Regions from separate parts of the Hordeum vulgare genome. Here region 2 is linked to region 1. A link is a contact called in public Hi-C data. All regions are on one chromosome and are shown on one strand. Each heading gives the region's core, a stretch centred on a gene start, on an enhancer-like site or on the middle of the called end of the contact. The rest is flanking DNA. Distances are from core to core; before and after follow the strand shown. Region 1 holds the start of LOC123452489 (TOM1-like protein 9). Region 2 overlaps LOC123452490 (protein FAR1-RELATED SEQUENCE 12-like).

The links. A called contact is a pair of places that touch in the nucleus more often than the background predicts.
Region 2: a contact with region 1 is called in a Hi-C map of leaf, with 2.4 times the contacts expected there. The contact joins the enhancer-like site here to the promoter of LOC123452489 in region 1. A contact is called at or near these places in 2 of 6 Hi-C or Micro-C datasets (leaf and seedling).

What each region holds. Positions count from the first base shown.
Region 1 is chr5H:537,322,557-537,328,601 of MorexV3_pseudomolecules_assembly, reverse strand. LOC123452489 (TOM1-like protein 9) reads right to left here and starts at 4,702. Exons shown (of 10, transcript XM_045129142.1): 1 at 4,333-4,702; 2 at 3,908-3,986; 3 at 3,401-3,499; 4 at 3,207-3,320; 5 at 2,929-3,080; 6 at 2,720-2,801; 7 at 2,467-2,552; 8 at 2,166-2,330; 9 at 1,557-2,038; 10 at 535-1,258. The coding sequence starts at 4,439. The coding sequence ends at 723.
Region 2 is chr5H:537,363,655-537,369,405 of MorexV3_pseudomolecules_assembly, reverse strand. LOC123452490 (protein FAR1-RELATED SEQUENCE 12-like) reads left to right here. Exons shown (of 8, transcript XM_045129145.1): 8 at 43-292. The coding sequence ends at 153. Among protein-coding and RNA genes, the nearest start is that of LOC123452490, 8.5 kb to the left of the region's middle. Within about 2 kb of position 4,400, at least 1 of the 3 cell types and tissues checked has open chromatin away from gene starts, as enhancers often do. A contact at or near this core is called in leaf, where this site is marked.

The DNA of each region.
Region 1 (6,045 bases), core at 3,453-5,952:
CACGAACCGGGACTAAAGGTCCTTACGGGCCGGGACTAAAGCCTCGAGGGAGGCATTGAGAATTGGGGCGACGTGGCCGGGCCTTCAGTCCCGGCCCAGAGGCAGGCCGGGACTAAAGGGTCCCGGCCAAAGGCCCGTTTTCCACTAGTGATCTTGGTTTGCTGAGGCGTTTATTTTCAATTCGGATGGGTGCTGGTAAAAAAAGATGAATCATGCGCTATTGATTAAGGTTACATCCGAATAACATTTTTAAAATGGTTAATGGGTAAAATGACATTATATTCAGATTCTACATATTTTTTTAATCAAATTTTATATATAACATGTTAAATTTGAAGTTATGGTTTAAAAGATATGCATATTTTTCATCCGCAAAAAAATAAAAAGATGTGCATATTTTTAAAAAGCATTTGCTATGTACTGTGCGTTGATTCCTTGAAATATTAGGGATTATTCCAAAAAAATAAAAATCCGACTTAGGACCACAGTTGATTAACAGAAATGTGAGTGAGTTTTTTGGAAAATAGCATGATGGACCAAGAATACCAATTTTCTTCATTAGTTGGTATACATAATTGTACTATATAAGCACATTATTATTTTTGAGAAATCTTAAATCTCACGGTCCATTACTTTCCGATATGTATCCCTACCTACAAAATAAAATTTACATCAACCAGTAATCTGGCATTGTACATAAGCCATCTACTCAGGCATTCTTCTTACAAGACGCCGACCTTACCAGCTGCAGGTTTGCTCTGCTTCATTTTGGCGATAGTAAGGAGATCACCAAAGAGTGAGTCTTCTGGTCTGCTTGGTTTGTTCTGCTGCTTCAAGGCCACAGATGGCGTTGCTCCATTCATTCTCTGAGAAAGTTCATTTGCACTGGCATACGCATATGCGGCGTTCGGGATGTAGTAGCCTCCAGATTGGTGCCCATACCCATAACCGGCCATTTGAACTGCATATAACTGTTGATAGTTCATCCCATAAAACTGTCCACCCACAATCGGTTGGGAGTTCATGCCCATTCCTTGGTTGATTTGCATTGAATTCGGGTACATGCCCCCGTATTGCATGTTCGGCACGACCTGTGGTGGTTGCTGCGTGCCGAGCACCGGTGGCCAGCGCATTCCTCCCGGCATTTGCTGTGTTGACATGAATCCTTGACGAATTTGTGTTGATTGGGGTTGGTTACCGGTCAAGTGCTGAATTTCCCAGGGTGCTGGTGGAAGGCCTCGGTTCTGATCCTCTACACCTGTGAATAGGAGATTGTCAAATGCTCATGGAGCTATTAGAAATGAAAAAAAAAAGTGCACATGCTTTCTGGACCAGGGTGGTTAACAATGCATTAGCCATATTAGTGTGGTTTATCTATTTTCATACTGAACTACATCTACAAGAAGACACAACAACACGTTCATGTTCAGTGTAAGTGTTTTTTACGCCTAGTGCATATTTATAGGCCATATTTCGATTGAAGATACGGCAAGCAATTTGCCTATAATTTGTGATAAATAGACAAATAAAGCTATTGTGGTGAGAAAGTGGTGTACCATAATTTAGTGCTTGCCGTTGGGAATCCACTCCATAAGCAGGCTGCCCATTCCATGACCTTGTGGCGTTCAGTTGAGATTGCTGACCGTAAGGTACGATGTCTCCATTGGAATAAGTTGTAGGTTGCTGAGGCAGAGTAGGCTGCACCTGAGGAGGGTATGCTCGAGATGCAGGGGAAATAACAGAGTTTGTAAGCTGGTTGTAGTTTCTATTGCCGGCAGCAGAACTATTTTGTTGGAACATGTCTGCAAGGGCCAACACATTCTGGTCTGAAGCTGAGTATTCGCTGACAGGAACAAGCGCCAGCGAGTTTTCAGGTTCGGGTTTGATGTAGTCATCTCCACTAAGGAGGTCGAAACTAGGAGCTGGTGCTGGAACAACAGCTTTTGCACTGCTAGATGATTGAGGTGCCGGCGGCGCGGGAAGCGCCAATTGTTCAGAGGGTGGCTGCTTGCTTGCACTTGTAGTAGTTGCCGAAGACCTGGCAAAATGAAGAGAAGGTAAAAAAAATCAGGAAGCACGTGCAGTTTTTGAGAATTTTATTACTACTGTAACTGTATGTTTCTAGTAGAATGTCTTGAACGAAATGATTGACAAATGCTGCTAACCTTTGCACTGCTTCTTTTGTGGTATCTGTCTTTGCTGGCGCGGAATGGAGCGATATCTGCTTCTCCACCGGAACCGCTATGCCTGCGGCGATAGCGTCGTGCTTTCCTAGAACACGCTGCAAATCATCATTCAAACAAAGACCCTGGCTGAGCAGCTCCTCGTCCCTGTATCAATTCAGTACATCCGAAATAAGAAGATTTATATACCGATACAGAACTAACAAATGACAACAAATTTCAGCAGGACATTATGATAAATGGACACTTAAAGCGCCTGAGAGAGAACTGGCAAGGGACATACGAGGTGCTGTTGACAAGCTGCAGCACTCTCTGCTTGTATGTACGGCACTGATCCACAAGGTGAACGATGACATCCTGACGAAGTTCCTGCATATTCAGTGTAACTTAATTTTTCTTTACCTGATAGTAACAACTGAAAAACTGAAAAACTTGAGAGATTTACAGATCTGGAACACTGAACATGTTAGATTTTTCTCTAGCAACATCTTCGTCGGACGTAATAGATCAGTAGTTGAAGTGCATCAACAAAATACCTCTCTCTTACTAGGATCTACAGCATTCAACATCTCTGAAAGAACGTCCATGATACCCCGTGCATTCTGAATATCTGCCAGGCTACAAATGAACATTTCCAAAGTTGAAGCAGAGGTTCAGATTTCAAATAAGTGTATTCAAATTTGATCTTCATTCCAGTAGTTAAGCATTTCCATTGTATGATAAAAAAATTAATAAGTTGGTATACCTTGTGGCAGGAAAATCCTGGGCTGACGATTCAGGAGCCTCGTGGTCAGCGTTTCGTAGAGCAGGAGGATAGTTTTGGAGAGGCTGAGTCTGTGGAGGAGTAAATATTGGCACAGATCCATTTGATCTTTGAGGAAATACGGCTCCGGCACGCTGAGTGGAGATTGGAGTTTAATTAAGTCACAGATTTTGATAATTTGGAAACAGAATAACTTCATTTTTCTCTGCAAAATCTGAGACTGTTAAAAGATCACAACTTATTCGATTTGTGTAAAATACCAAAAGGTCCTGGTATGATGCATAGTATTGCGGATATTTTGAGCGTGCACCACCAAAAACTTCTTGCCAAGTGTCGATCAGCGTCAGAATCTTTTCTTTTACGTGATAATCCGGCTACAACCACCACACAGATAAAGACATTAAGACTTAATATCGGAAACCAGTATATTAAAGTTTGAACTGCCCATACGTACCCTTTTCTTTACTATCTTCACCATTTCATGAAGTATGCCTCTCTCAGCAACATGCACATGGACAATGTCCCCACAATTTTTAATCATTGTCTCCAGCAACTAAAATAAGTAAACCAATGCACTGATTAGTGGTTGAGTAAATGATTACTTAAACATTCCAAATAAAAGCCCTTCTGAATGTGCCATTCATCCTCCTTCTGGTGTGATGTAATGCATTGCTAGGTTACAACATCACTACAAGAAAATATGTTCATGAGTCAAACTGGAAAAGAACATCAAAGCCAACAATCGCGACACAGCTCATCGCGGCTATCAAATAAGAAACAATTTAGTTATAGAAGGTAAGCTTCAAGAAAAGGTGCAAAGGTACATGCCAATTTATTGGGCACACTATATGTAAGGGACTAATAGTTTTTTTTTGCTGGACTAATAGTTGACATAGTCCACATAATTAAGTTGATGAGTCAAATTCATACACCAAAATATTCAGTTTTAAACCGTACTTACCGTGAGAGCGAGAAGCTGGACCTTTGAGTTCTTGTGGGCAATGCGCTTCTTGAGAGACTTGACAACATCCTTCGTTTGCCTGTGAATACAACCGAACATAGATATTTAGTTATTTACACCAAACCGATAACAACAGAAGGTAGATCGATGCACGTAACCATTTTCACAGAAATTTTGCATGTCATAGCTATACTATATCGTTGAGTATAATTTAGTAAGTAAAAAGGTTAATGAGAGCGAGTAACATCACAAGTCTGGTTTTCTGACTGGATCAATGGACAGCAAGTGGCTGCATGGAGTCAAAAGCTCAACAACACATCGTGGCAATGACGGCTAGATCAATGGAAACGTTGCTTTGCTTTAGCAGAGTCAGCCAATACAACAGTATGGAAAGATACAAGCAGTCGTTGTGCGTTCGTGCTCACCCTGGATCGCGGTTGAGGGTGTCGCAGAGCTCGAGGTTGGTCGCCCAGTCGGGACCGATGAGCGCGTCGCTCGTCGCGCGCTGGACCGAGGACGACGGCGACGGCATCTCCACCCCCCCTACGAAATCAACCAGCCAGCAACAGATGTTCTGAGCCCCAGCCCAACACAATAAAGCTTAAGCGGAAGCCTTGGCGATGATGGCCACAAGAATCCGTCGTCCTTTCTCCTCCTTGTTCCTGGTGCCGGCCGCCGGCCCCTACCTCGGTTGCCCCCTCTGAGACTAGGAAGGGAGCAGGAGCGTGGAGCCAAGGAATGGGAAATCTTTTGTGGCCGGCCAAAGGAACCCACTCCACCAGCTGCTATACTAGTCACAAGAATGCAACGACAAACTGTCACCGATGTATATAATTATAATCTTTGACCGGCGTTTCTGAAAGCAGTTGTGGGGATTGGTCAATGGAGTATGTTTGTTATGTCTATCTATCGGTCTGCACTGCACGGCGGTCGACGGCGACAGGCGGGCGAACCAGCTCCACGCGGTGGCGGCCTCCTTTGTTTAGCGCCGGCCGTGACTAGGACGTTGTGAATAATGGAGTTTACTAGCGTTGGCTGCGCAGATAGAACTGCTCCCGGCCATTAGGCACACACTTGTCGCTCCTTTTCCACAGGGCTACGATTCGGTGGACAACTCACAACACAAGCCTGTGTGTACGAGTTGTGGGCCGTTCCTGTGCTTTTCTACGAGATATATTTGATGACTTGGTGTACATGTATTTAATAGCCTTGTTCTTCATGTCTGTACTCCTATATATACTTGTTCATGAGACCCAATACAATATCCATCGATTTCATTAGTCCCTCTCTATCCCTTCTAACATGGTATCTGCCGCAAGTTTTTACACCTAGCCAGGGGCGGAGCTGCATCTACATTTACCCTGTTGCACCTTTGCTAATTTAACCTGATGCATCCATGCACACGTTTGATCCAAGTGCTAAAGTACGAGTGCAAAACAACTTGACCCTGTTGCCTGGGCAACAGGGTAGCTGCATGCAGATCAAGCAACTGGCTTCCGCTGTGTTGCCCCTTCAGGTCGTAGCGTCGTCGCCCCGTGGTTGCCCCGGCCCTCAGTCGCCCTACACCGCCCCGTCGAGCTATAGCGCCACGGCATGCTGTCCCCCTCCCCCCGCCGCCCGAGGCCGTCCTCGTGGCTGCACCAATCTGCGCACCACCGCTGCATCACCCCATCCGGCCGTAGCGTCGCGACAATCGGTCCACACCGCCGCCCGAGGTCTTTCCGTCGTCGCTCTGACCCGCGCGCTGTCGCTTTGTCGCCCCTTCAGGACGTAGCGCCACGGCACGCGGTCCACTCGCTGTTCCCGCGCGTTGACTTCTACATGGCATGCGTCATGATGCCTCCCTAGGCGCGGGAACACCATCATCCGCGCCGGTCTTCGTCATGTTGTTGGGTTCTTCCTCGCCTACTTCGAGCACCGTCACCGCGCTCCTAACTAGCCGCCGCCACCACCGTCAGGCCACCACCACTGCTATTCTTCAGTGTCGTTGCTCCTCGCTCACTCGAGCCGCGTCGTCCATCCACCCCCTTCATCTTCTTCCAGCACCAGCTCATCGCTACTGTTGTCGTCGTCTTCCTCGACCACTTCATCTACTCCCACCACTAGTGGAAAATAGACCTTTCGTCCGGAGCTTTAGT
Region 2 (5,751 bases), core at 3,151-5,650, 41 kb before region 1:
AAAATGATGATAGCTGCTTTTCGTCGTGTTTTGGTGGTGCAGGCGCCCCCTCCAGATATCCAGTCATTGCAGTTTCTTAGCAGCAATCCTCAGTTGGGCCACCAGACCACGGATCAAGGCCAGTACACCATCCCAGTATGGGATTTCCTGTGATGTATTATCTGTTTACGCCAGAATGTAGAAACTCAAGTTTCCTAGTTGTAAACTATGTAACGAGAAATAATGTAGAAACTGAGCTATCCTCCCTGGCTCACCTTGTTTATATTAATGTAAATATGGAGCGTTGGTGAAATCTGGACCAAACCTTCCTACTATCATGGGTTAGGCCGCGCTTGGTTCGTCGTATTTGCACTGAATCCGGGTGTAAAATACAGAGCCTATTTCGTTCTCTGATTGTGTGCTTGGATCGTCGTGTTATTTTTACACCCGATTTCCATCCACCGTTTTTTCGCTGGTTTTGGCCCCGTTTACATCCGTAAAACTTACGGACCAGCATGTCGAGGCCACACAAATAAAACGAAGGCCCGCGGCAGAGGAACGAGCGGAAGAGCTCCGCAAGGGGGCGGACGACGGCCGCGTCGGGGGGCGCCAGCGTCTGCTTGGTCGCCCTCTTCGACGGCGGCTTGGGCAAGGTTCGCAACGGGTAGGTGGGGGCAGAAGGGCTGGGGGCAGAAGCGGGAGTGGAGGCTGGCGCGGGAACTCGGGGAGGAGAGGGCCGCGAGGAGGTCGTCGGCGGCGAAGGATGCTGACAGCATCGTCCTCCTCGTGGTTCATTTGCCTCTTTGAGGAGATAGTCAATGCGAAGCCGAGGAAGGCATCGGATTTCAGAAAACTGCCCATCCATGAAATTTTATAAACGGGAAATATTGCCGGTTGTATATTACTGAACACTGGTAATATACAGTTGTAATTATTTACATTTGTAAGATTTCACCGACAATCCAAACGCGGCCTTAAAGGTTACGGCGCGTTGAAATCCATGAAGCATGCACCTCGTACTAGTTGTGACAGGAGAATGACATCGTCCGAGCGGAAAGCACATTAGTTTCGTTGCTACCTTCTCAAGAATTGCACCTGTATGCGCCAAACACTATTGCTCGAGCATTGCCATTTGCCAAAGCACATTAGGAATGATAGGCAGCAGGAACACTCACGATGTTACCTTCCATGGATGCAAAATGGTATGCATATATCTTGTACACAGCTTGTAGCTCATGGCATCCCGTCATTCTTGTCCAAAATATCATAAGGCTTTGTTTGATAGAAGTGAATTGGGAAGGTTTGGGGAGGAAGAGATTTGATGAATCCCTTTCTTTCACCCAATCCTCTCAAATCCTCGGTGCTTTGCTTTCACTACTCCCTTGAGAAGGATTCTGAAACACATGGATATGAAGGGATTGAAGGGGATCGAAGGGAATTCGGCTAAGCAAACCCTTCTTACCAAATGAACGCCTAAGGTTCTGTGAGATTTCTGACCCTCCCAGGGGTTTTCGAAACCTCCTGAATCCCTCCGTGCTAAACGAGGCCTAAATGTATAGTTTCTGCACCTTTCTTGTAGGTGTGGTGCAGCACCAAGTGGCAGGTTAATTAGGAGTTTTCCTGGGAGGCGTTGTCATGTTGTGCTTAGGCTTACCTAACAGCGTCCCTCGTCCAGTTCGATCCTCACTGCTTTACTCTTGAGGTCTGATAGTACTCTTCAAAAAACAACAACAAAAAGACGGTCGCCAAAACATGCAAACTAATGCAAAAGGTCGATACGAGCTTCTCTCAAGAAACTTTATGGTGATGATTCAGTGACAGAAATATCTTAATCGGATAAAAGTTATCTCTCGGGAAGTTCAGTAATAGGTTTGCGTAAATAGATCTAGTATGCATACTTGTGTTTAGAAAAAGGCATATGCATAGGGGAAATTCAATTTGGCCCCGGACCCAAAAATAAAATTTTAAATGTAAAAACAATAAGACAATTTTTTTATTTGTTAATGCCACCTGCAAATTCTGAGGCAAAAAAGTTAAGCATTTTGGCCTGCGTAACCTCAATTTTTTTCACCGACGAAACACGGCTTACCGTCTCGCATGATCATTGTCAAGCACGCTTGTAACACTAACACTAACATTCACAAAATGTTTTAGATTTTTTTACAATCATTTACTATTTGTTTTCACGTTACTGGAGCCAAAACGCCCCTCCAATATGCATATTACCTTGTCCGCTGAGATATAAATACCTCTCTCTTTCCGGAGAGTTGAGTCTTTACGATAATGATTTGTGACAATTCATCGTGTAATGACCAAAAGAAGTTTCCTTCTGGACTGGCAACATTTTAGGTTCGAGACCTTTTACAGTACATCAGATCAATACAGACCGTTTATTTTTGTGTTTGGACGTACGGCCCAGATTTGAAAATACTATTGCAGATTTTCGGTAGTATATATTTTGTGATCAGGGGCAGTTTCGGTAGTGCTGCGACCAATACACAATTAACTCGCATAATAATAGCACGAGAAATTAATTGCTGTGATAATTGCCTCCTACTCCCTCCGTTCTTAAATATAAGTCTTTTAAGAGATTTTACTAAGGGTCTATATACGAAGTAAAATGAGTGAATCAACACTTTAAAGTATTTTTTTTAAACACGGTCCCTTAGGTACCGATCTCGTTAAAAAAGATCGAAGAGAGTTGTCCGGTTAATAATTGGAAAACCGGACTAAAACCGTCACAATGCGCCCGCCACGACAAGGCACACAGGGCGACCTGGCAACCTACACAAGAACACACACACGCCGCCTAGGAGAAGAGCTCCGTCGAGGTTGTAATCCGGCGTCATCGTCATCACGCCTCCGCGAGGGCGACTCCGACTTCACCATCGACGACCACCGATGTAGCCTCCACCGCAGACAAGGGTAGAGGCCTGCGTCGGACGACGCCAAAAGTCCACCTCACGCGCCGGCGACCAGGCAGCTTCGACTCAGCCGACGAGCATTGAAGGAAGAAAAGCACATGACCTGCGCCGAGCCAGCGCCAGAACCGACCACCCGTCTTCACGTCATCGTCGCCGCAAGGATCCCCCTCAAACAACTCCGACTTCAGAAGACAAGAGAGGCACGGCGACCCCTCGAACACGCCGGACGAGACCGACTACCAGAACCCAACATCAAATCCTTCTCCGCTTGAAGGGGCCATCGTTGCCGCACAAGAAGCCGCGCAGATCATTCACATTGCCGGACGCGCCCCAGCCGACCGCAGTGTCACGAGCGTCTAGCCCCTGAAGAGTGCAATCGAAATCCAAAGCTCTTCAAGACGACGCCCCCAAGGAGGAAGCGACGATGCCGACGCCGTTGTCCGGCCCAACCAGGCCTAAGGTTTTCACCCGAATAACTGGATCTGAGGGTGTGTGGGAAGAGAACTCCTCAACGGTGCCTCCAAGAAGGTGAGACGACGTCCACAGCTGCCATCACCGCTGGCCGGCAAGCTCTCGCCCGGAGCACCTCCCAACACCACAACCCCACGCACAGCATCTTCGCTAGCCCACACGCCTCCCACGAAGCCACCGCGCCAGCGACACCGGGGAGCCACCAAGCACGTCCTCCACGCAGCACCCCCAGCGACACGACACCTCCGAAGCCACCATGACGTAGGCCCGAGTACCACCAGATCCAGATCCAGGTCCAGATCGGGGTCAAGGGCAGGCCGCAGTCGCTGCGGAGGCAGCACCACTGGATGGCGCCCTGCCGCGCCTCCAGCCCGCTAGAGGACCCAGCCCGTGCCGGAGCTCCGCCGCACCACACCGCCAAGCCGCCACCACGGGACCCGCCCATCACCAACCCGAGCGGGGGAGAAGGCGCGCCGAGGCCCAGCCCCTCCAAGCCGTCCACGCCGCCATCACCGGGCTGCCGCCCCGACGCCCAGCCTCGCCGAGCCGCCGAGCCGTCCCTGCCGCCACCTCCGGGCCGCCGCCCCGACGCCCAACCTCGCCGAGCGAGCCGCGCCGTCCAGGGCCGGTCCCGGGACGCATCCGCGCGAGAGAGGCCCGCCGCCGCCGGCTGCTGCACGGGCTTTGCGCGGCAGCGACGCTCGACGGCGACGGGGGGGCGGGGAGGAGCAGGTGGGGAGGCGGCGGCGGTGCTAGGGGACGCTCGGGCCGCTCCCCTAGAGAGCGACGCGAGCGAGGTAAGTCCTCTAATGAAACCTTTAAAAAGATTTATATTTAACAACGAAGGGAGTACATGCAGCGTCAAAGGGCACCTCCCGGCTCCCGCGTTTTAGTTTGGTTATGCATTGGCCATGGCATGCACTCGCACGAGACATGAAAATTTGAAAAGGACGTGGACATTGCTATCACTAATGAAAGACGACTTGCCAAGGAACCGATCTCGGGCGCCGTCCAAAGATCATTGCTATTGCTATCACTAATGGAAGACGGAGTGGCCGGTCCTGTGCGACTGAGACGGCCGCCGGACTGCTTGGCCGGCTGAACAAATTCCTGAGAATGAAGGACAAACAAACATACGAACTAAGGTGAAGGACAATTCATTCTTTTCACAGGTCTGATTACCTACGTTATTAATCATTACAATTAACATTAAGAAAAAACAAATATATTATAATAGTCAATTACCAACATGTTTTAGGAAAAAAAACAAGGGATCAATAATAACCATCGGATCAGTTATATACTACCCACTATTTTTAGTAGTACGATGCACGGTAAAATGTCTCGTAGCTTATCCTTTATGTTGCTTTGACCGTAGAGGTTATAAATATGACTTGATAAACATTCAGCAGCTCAAAAAATACTGAATTTTAATAAAAAGAATACATGCATCTGTGAAAAACAGAGCCAGTTGAATGATTGAAGCTAAAACTTCAAGTCTTCAAGAGAATATGCACATACTAAAGCCTGTTTGGAAATGCTCTGTTTCAGAAAATTCAACTCCGCTCTAGAAAACGTAAGCCAAACGGGATAGCTCCACGATATACCGCTCCGTAAAAAAACTAGAATCTGGGATCCAACTCTTTGTTTTTTGTGAAGCTCTCTAGGAGGTGCTCCATAAAATTATAGAAGCTGGAATTGGAAGAAAATTACCCACCACTGCCACCAGTAAGTGGATACCCCTTCGTTTTTACCTCTCATCCAATCAAATAGATCCTTTTCACTAAATTTTTCATTCGTGAAGCTGGAGCTAAATGAGAGCCAAACATTCTTTTAAAATGGTTACAACTTCTATATGAAACTGCTCTAAAATGGAATTGATTAAGCGGAGCTGATTTTGATGGAGCAAAGCAGTCCCAAACAGGTAAATGTCATACCTGCCCACTCCGCTCTTTGGATGTGAATAGAGTTCAAACTCTTACGTAGAAACCATTTTGTTGCTCGACCATGTCCTACTTATTATATACGATTTTGCTATTTCTCAGCTAGCTGAGAAATAGTTTGGGCTCATTCACTTAATTGACCGTCGAATTTAGCACGTAGTTATTCGTGCAGGAGGAGGAGGATTAACGCCCAGACTTGTTGGGCGTGGCAAGCGTTGCCGGTTCATTATTTATGGGCTCATTTCATGTTTGCCATGGTGAGCTGCTTTTAGTGTTTACTGTTGTTGGGCTCGTATTCTTTTTTATGCCTCTTCTTTTATGCAGTTTTTTCCCTTTTGTTGTTCGTTTCTTCAGCCGGTGGTCACTATTTCGTTGTTACACTTATTGTTATTTTTTTTTTGGGAAAATTAAGAGTTGTATATTAGACCGGCTAT